Regions from separate parts of the Danio rerio genome. Here region 1 is linked to region 2. Evidence: chromatin contacts called from public Hi-C data. All regions are on one chromosome and are shown on one strand. Each heading gives the region's core, a stretch centred on a gene start, on an enhancer-like site or on the middle of the called end of the contact. The rest is flanking DNA. Distances are from core to core; before and after follow the strand shown.

What was found. Hi-C and Micro-C count contacts between places; a contact is called where the count stands out from the background.
Region 1: a Hi-C map of embryo shows a contact between it and region 2, with 2.4 times the contacts expected there. The contact joins the enhancer-like site here to the promoter of adamts16 in region 2. A contact is called at or near these places in 5 of 18 Hi-C or Micro-C datasets (all in embryo) and 1 of 4 datasets of contacts at active chromatin or transcription factors (caudal fin).

What each region holds. Positions count from the first base shown.
Region 1 is chr16:1,253,434-1,257,186 of GRCz12tu, forward strand. All of the region lies in intron 1 of tars2 (threonyl-tRNA synthetase 2, mitochondrial), which reads left to right. All of the region lies in intron 18 of adamts16 (ADAM metallopeptidase with thrombospondin type 1 motif, 16), which reads left to right. Among named protein-coding and RNA genes, the nearest start is that of rprd2b, 18 kb to the right of the region's middle. Within about 2 kb of position 1,723, at least 3 of the 62 cell types and tissues checked have an H3K27ac peak or open chromatin away from gene starts, as enhancers often do.
Region 2 is chr16:1,185,782-1,189,555 of GRCz12tu, forward strand. adamts16 (ADAM metallopeptidase with thrombospondin type 1 motif, 16) reads left to right here and starts at 1,700. Exons shown (of 23, transcript XM_073925676.1): 1 at 1,700-2,007; 2 at 2,083-2,164. The region is part of intron 1 of tars2 (threonyl-tRNA synthetase 2, mitochondrial); the gene reads left to right.

The DNA of each region.
Region 1 (3,753 bases), core at 473-2,972, 68 kb after region 2:
ATTTCAAGCATTTTCCATTCATTTCTCTCAAAGTGGAATGATGTGAAACAATAAATAAGAGTGAACTGAATCCATTGTTAGTGTAAATTAAAGCAGAATGCTTAAATGTCACTTTTGATACTGCTATTAACTGTTGTTGAACTTATTGTTCAACTTTTAAAACCGATAACAGAGTTAATGATAACAGAGTTGACGATAACAGACTTGACGATAACAGAGTTGACAATAACAGAATTGACGATAAGAGTTGACGATAACAGAGTTGATAATAACGAAGTTGACGATAACGAAGTTGACGATAACGAAGTTGACGATAACGGAGTTGACGATAGCGAAGTTGACGATAACGAAGTTGACGATAACGAAGTTGACGATAACGAAGTTGACGATAACAGTTGACGATAACAGAGTTGACGATAACAGAGTTGACAATAACAGAATTGACGATAAGAGTTGACGATAACAGAGTTGATAATAACGAAGTTGACGATAACGAAGTTGACGATAACGAAGTTGACGATAACGGAGTTGACGATAGCGAAGTTGACGATAACGAAGTTGACGATAACGAAGTTGACGATAACAGTTGACGATAACAGAGTTGACGATAACAGAGTTGACAATAACAGAATTGACGATAAGAGTTGACGATAACAGAGTTGATAATAACGAAGTTGACGATAACGAAGTTGACGATAATGGAGTTGACGATAGCGAAGTTGACGATAACGAAGTTGACGATAACAGTTGACGATAACAGAGTTGACGATAACAGAGTTGACGATAACAGAGTTGATGATAACGAAGTTGACGATAAGAGTTGATGATAATAGAGTTAATGATAAAGAAGTTGACAATAACGGAGTTAACGATAACAGAGTTGACGATAACAGAGTTGACACTGACGATAACAGAGTTGACGATAACAGAGTTGACGATAACGAAGTTGACGATAACGGAGTTAACGATAACGGAGTTGACAATAACGGAGTTGACGATAAGAGTTGACGATAACAGAGTTGATGATAACGAAGTTGACGATAACGGAGTTGACGATAACGGAGTTGACAATAACGAAGTTGACGATAACGAAGTTGACGATAACGAAGTTGACGATAACGAAGTTGACGATAACGGAGTTGACGATAACAGTTGACAATAACAGTTGACGATAACAGAGTTGACGATAACAGGCTTGACAGTAACAGAGTTGACAATAAAAGAGTTGGAAATAACAGCATCAAATTAGAACCAATCAGTTCCCAAAGCATGAAATCATGGATCACTCTTCATTTTTTCTCATTTTGGAATTGTTTCAATTGGAAGTATGTCACGATATTGGGAAAGAAAAAAATTTGCGGCTCTTTTAAAAGTTCCTTTTCATATATTTTTGTCCAAGTCATAAAATATTTGTTATCTTAGTTGCTTTAAAGTTTAGTTTTTTTATTTATGAGAATGTATATATTTAAAATGACCTCTTCAAAAACTAGGTGTTAAAAAGTAGACAACAAAAAAAGCTAGATATAAAATGTGTAAAACTGCTATTATCACTTAATAGCTCACATTATTGACCTCACATATGAGATTATTACTGCAATTCTTTTTTTTTTAAGTGGAACAACTAAAAAGCATACACACACAAACACACACACACACACACACACACACACACACACATATACAGATGTGTATGGCCAGATCTCTGACAGCTGGATCAGTTATGGTCCTGCTTGTGTTTCCTGTAATGCGTCAGTGATGAAGGAGCTGCTGCGCTACTGTCAGCGACTGTATCAAACAGCAAATCAGCAAGTGTTGATGTGTTTACAGACAGACAGACTCCAGGCCCAAACACATGCCTGTCATTACCGTTACATCAGCTCCACGTTCAGATGAAATCATTGATGGAGAAAGATGATCAGTGCGAGATCCAGTTGGCAAACGCTCTGGAAAGTGCAAAAAGATGCTGTTAAAAACCTGACATGAGCATCTGTCGTGCTTCTTCAGATTCAGTGTTTGAGTATGTCTGATGAAGATCTGCTCTGAGAAATCTGCATTACACTACGAAATAATTATGTTCCTTCTTACGGTTTTTGTCTTGTTTCCAGTCCAAATATCTCGAAACTCTTAAATCAAGAAGCATTTTCTAGACAAGTAATGAATATTGCCTTGTTTTCAGAAATAATGAGTCAAAATAAAGTGAGTTTTAACAGAACACAAGCAAAATAATCTGCCAATGGGGGAAAAACAAGATTATTTGCTCACCCCGTTGGCAGATTATTGTGCTTGTTTGCATACACAAAACAGACACACACACATATAGACACACCTAATAAAAAAGTATTTTCACTGGGTCTCTGGTCTGAAGCACCTGTTACAGACGTGACCTCATGACGCCCACATAGGGAGCCTGAATAGACACCAGCACATGTTTGGCTCTAGTGTTAAATCAGGGGAACATGCTGTGACTCACTGAAGTGTGTCCCGTCACCAGAATGAATGAGAACACAAGTGTGTTTAGCTTCTCATGCAGGATTTCACACGGCTGCGCTCCAACATGATCTCACAAACATGCCATAGAGTCAGGACTGACACAGGGGGGAAATGAAGTGCACTTAATTGTAGTTGCTGATTTCGTACTGCAGAAATCAGACGCACATCAGAAATCAGAGACATGGAAAAACACTACCTGACAAAAGTCTTGTCATCTGTCCAAGCTTTAGGAACAACGAATAATAAGTTGACTTCCTGTTGATCAATTGATATCAGAAGTGGCTTAAATGAAAGGAGAAGACAATTTTGCTTTATGCAATTTCCAAAATGTTGTGACAGGAGCTGTTTAGGCTGAGTAATCGGGTAAAATGGGTAAATAATGATGTGATTTGGTACAAAAGCAGCATCTAAGATAGGTCTGAGATGGGCCGAGGATCACCAGTTTGCCAACAAATACATGAGAAAACTATTGAAATGTTGGTCAAGTACCACCATAAGTAGTTATATCTACGAATTGCCAGTTAAAATTGTACTTAAGCAAAAGGCAGCCCTATGTTAACAGTGTCCAGAAGTTTAAAAACAATGTTTCTCAAACAAAGGGAGGAAGACATTTGGATATTTCACCCTTAACCATGCAGAACATCATTAAAAGATTGAAGTAATCTGGAGGAGTTTCAGTGTTTAAAGGACGAGGGCGCAAGCCTAAGCTAAGCAACAGTGACCTCCGACCCCTAAGGGGGCGCTGCAACAAGAATCCTCATTCAGCTATAAGCCAGATCACCACATGGGCTCAGGACTACTGCTGCAAACCTTTGCCAAGTAACACAATGCAGAGTTACATCCACAAATGTCAGTGAAAACTGTATGGTGTCAAAAGGCAGCCCTATGTTAACAGTGTCCAGAAGTTTAAAAACAACGTTCCTCAGAGAAAGGAAGACATTTGGATGTTTCAGCTTCAGCAGTGCAGAACATCATTAAAAGATTGAAGGAATCTGGAGGAGTTTCAGTGCGTAAAGGACAAGAGTGCAAGCCTAAGCTGAACAATCGGGATCTCTGATCCCTCAGGGGGCGCTGCATCAAGAATCCTCATTCGTCTGACATTCAAATGACAGTGAAAACTGCACTGTGGCAAAAGGAAGCCCTATGTTAACAGTGTCCAGAAGCGCAATTGACTTCTCTGGGCTCAGACGCATCAGGGATGGACCATCACACAGTGAAAATGTGTACTGTGCTCAGATAAGGCAGCATTTCAGGGATGTTTTG
Region 2 (3,774 bases), core at 450-2,949:
ATGTGAGACGGTGAGATAAGACGGCAGTAAAACGGCTGTAAAGTGTGCTGTCTGCATCTGGGAGGTCTGGAGTATGCTGGAGGAAAAGATATATTCAGTTGCTGAAAGTGTTGCAGTATACTGAGAGCGGAATATAATGCTATCCTCATATACTTTAGTGCATGAGAAAGGAATTAATATATAAGTGTTTCAAATTTTGCAGAGCGACAGTGGCTCAGTGGTTAGCTCTGTCGCCTCACAGCAAGAAGGTCACTGGTTCGAGTCCCGGCTGGGTCAGTTGGTTATTCTGTGTTTGCATGTTTCCCCCAGTGTTGGGGTGGGTTTTCTCCAAACACATGTGCTATAGGGGAATTGATTAACTAAATTGGGTGTTTCCCAGCCCTTGGTTGCAGCTGGAAGGGCATCCGCTGCATAAAAGATATGCTGGAATAGTAGTTGGACTAGTGGCGACCCTTGATAAATAAGCTGAAGGAAAATGAATGAATGAATAATATTCTGCAAAGACTAAATCTCCTTAGAGGTCCTGTGAAATTATATCAATAATGATTCTAGATGTCATCATTCTCAGTAGTTTGCAGGATATCGGTGAGCTTGTCTGCTACAATTAAGTGATACAATTTGCATTTAGAAGATATTAAACGCGTAATATAAACCATCCAAAGTGTGTTATTTCTTCCTAGTTTTTATAAATGCAACTAGAAATCGTACAGAAACTGAATCTACAGAAAAATAATGATAGCATCAAGAATATAATTTAACTGAGTAGATTACCTTATAATACATAAAATAATATAATATGGAAAAGAAATTAAATGAGGAAAACTAACCAGCTAAATCACCAAATACATTTTTAAAATCTATTAACGCTGTTTACATTTTAACTAACAAATAAATATATAAATAAATAAGTAAATAAATAAATAAATAAATAAATAATAAATCTATTTATGATGTGTTTACAATATAAATAAATAAATAAATCGATTAATGATCTGTTTACAATTTAAATAAATAAATAAAGGCACAAATAAATAAATAAATAAGTAAATAAATAAAGGCATAAAAATAAACAAGTTAAAAGATTTATTTACATTTTAAATAATAAATAAACAAATAAGTAAAAAATAAAGGCATAAATAGTATTTAAAAATTATAATAAAGGCATGAATAAATAAATAAATAAATAAATCTAATTATGATGTCTTTACATTTTAAATAAAAAATAAATAAACGACTACGTTTATGTCGTGTTTACATTTTAAATAATAAATAAATAAAATAAATATATAAATAATTTATTCATATTGTGTACATATTAAATAATAATTAAATAATTAAATATGGTTATGTTGTATTTACATTTTAAATAATAAATAAATAAATCTTTTTAGGTTGTGTTTACATGTTAAATAATAATTAAATAAATAAATATTAAATAAATAAATAAAATATATTTATGTTGTGTTAACATACTAAATAATAATTAAATAATAAATAAATAAATAAACAAACAAACAAACAAACAAACAAATAAATAAATAAATAAATAAATAAATAAATAAATAAATAAATAAATAAATAAATAACGCTGTGTTTACATTTTTAAGTCCAAATGTTGTGACCCTCCTCTCCCGCGCAGGTGTGCGCTCTGATAGGCTGTCGGGAGTTGCTGTTCATCTGCAATGGTGACCCAGCTCTCAGTCCACAACATTAACACACAGAGAAACATGCTGCTGGAGCTGCACACACACACTTTTACATGCACACACTCACACACACACACACACACACTTTTCATGCATTTCGGGACCGGGTTTGACTTTACCGATGCAGCTGTGTGAGGAGATCTGAAGCGCGCATTTGGAGACGCGCAGAGGCTGTGCACATTTTGGATAGGAGTGTATAGGAGACATGGCTGTCTTACGAGCTCTGCCAAACAGGAGGAATTACACCGAACGCGTGTATTTTGTGCTGTTTTCAAGCTTGATCGTGCTCGGGTGCCACCAGGTGAGCAAATGTGCGCCAGATTCGTCAGAAGGTGAGTTTAATTCAATGCAAATGATGGATATTCACTCTTTGTAGAGAACTCACTGCGCATCTGCTGCTGATCATCACGTGAAACACAGAGAACTGCTGGAAACACTGCGGTTACCTCACGACACAGGTGAGAGATGATTGACAGCTGTCAGTCACACATTATTGCATTAGCTTAAGAGCAATTTAGGTTGATTTATTAATTTCTAAAAGTTTTTTAACATCAAAATGTTGATCGCAGCATTAGTTTGGGACTGCAATGACTTGATATTGAAGTTAAACTGACAGTGTGGCGTGTTGTCGGCAGGGGGCGCTAGATATCATTGTTATTATTAAATACAGCCACTGTTGGTTTGAGAAGATGATGCTGTTTAGAAAGTATTAGTGCTTTGTTTTAGTGCTCTAGTAGTGAATTTGATCTCTAAGCAAAGCCTGACACACACACACACACACACACACTTGTGCAGCTATCTTTATGGGGACTTCCAATAGACCTAATGATGTTTCTACTTTTTAAGACTATACATTTTTTGTTCACCATTAAATCTAACCCTCTTTTAGTATGTTTACAGTTCACAAATACTTCATTCTGTGTGATTTATGAGCCATTTTTGTCACAGAGAGCAAAAAAGAATAAAATGTCCCCACAAGTATAGCAATACCAGTCAATTGATTTTGGTCCCCATGATGAAAACAGCCCATAAATCACAGACTCAAGTGTTTAGAAACTGTAAAAATGAGGAATACATCACACACACACACACACACACACACACACACACACACACACATGCACACATTCAGCTAGCTTTATGGGGACTTCACATAGACCTAATGATGTTTCTACTGTATATTCTGTGTCCATACCATAAATAAAAGCCTTACAGGAAACTTTGTAGCACAATTACACTTAATAAAAATGTAATTCTGTCTCATTTATGAGCAGTTTTTGTCATGGAAAGCAAAAGAAACAAAATGTCCCCACAAGTATAGCAATACCAGTCAATTTTGATCTTGTGGGGATTTTTTTTTTTTTGCTCCCTGTGACAAAAATGGATCATAAATCAGACAGAATTAAGTGTTTAGAGACTGTAAAATTGAGGAATACATGGCACACACACACTTGTACAGCTATCTTTATGGGGACTCCCCATAGACCGAATGATGTTTCTACTGTACAGACTGCATATTCTGTGTCCCTCCCCCTAAACACAATCCTCAAGGCAGCGTGTAGCATTTATACAGTTATAAAACATTAATTCTGTCTGATTTATGCGCTGTGTTTGTCATAAAAACGTCCCCACAAGGTCAAAATAACTGGTATTGCTATATTTTTGGGGACATTTAGTCCCTAGAACATGAGGTATACAAGATACACACAAACACACACGCTTGTTAGCTTTGCAAATGAGAATACATTATATATAACATCAGTGTTTTTGGCTTGGAGTGTGTGTATGAAGCTTATTAAGGTAATCATTAGGTCTGCATAAAGGCTAATCGACAGACTTTTCTGTGAAAGGACAATATTTTGCAATGTGTTTTTTATTTATGAGGATTTTTCCTAAACTGAGGATGTCCCCAGATGTCCTCTGAAGGTTTTGTTTGTCACTGCAGTGTAATTTTGCACACACACACACACACACACACACATACTGGAGGAGGGGTGTGTAGCATGAAGATTGGCATGCACTGGGACTTTAGTGAACAATGAACAAAGGCCGACACTTGAAGAAGCTC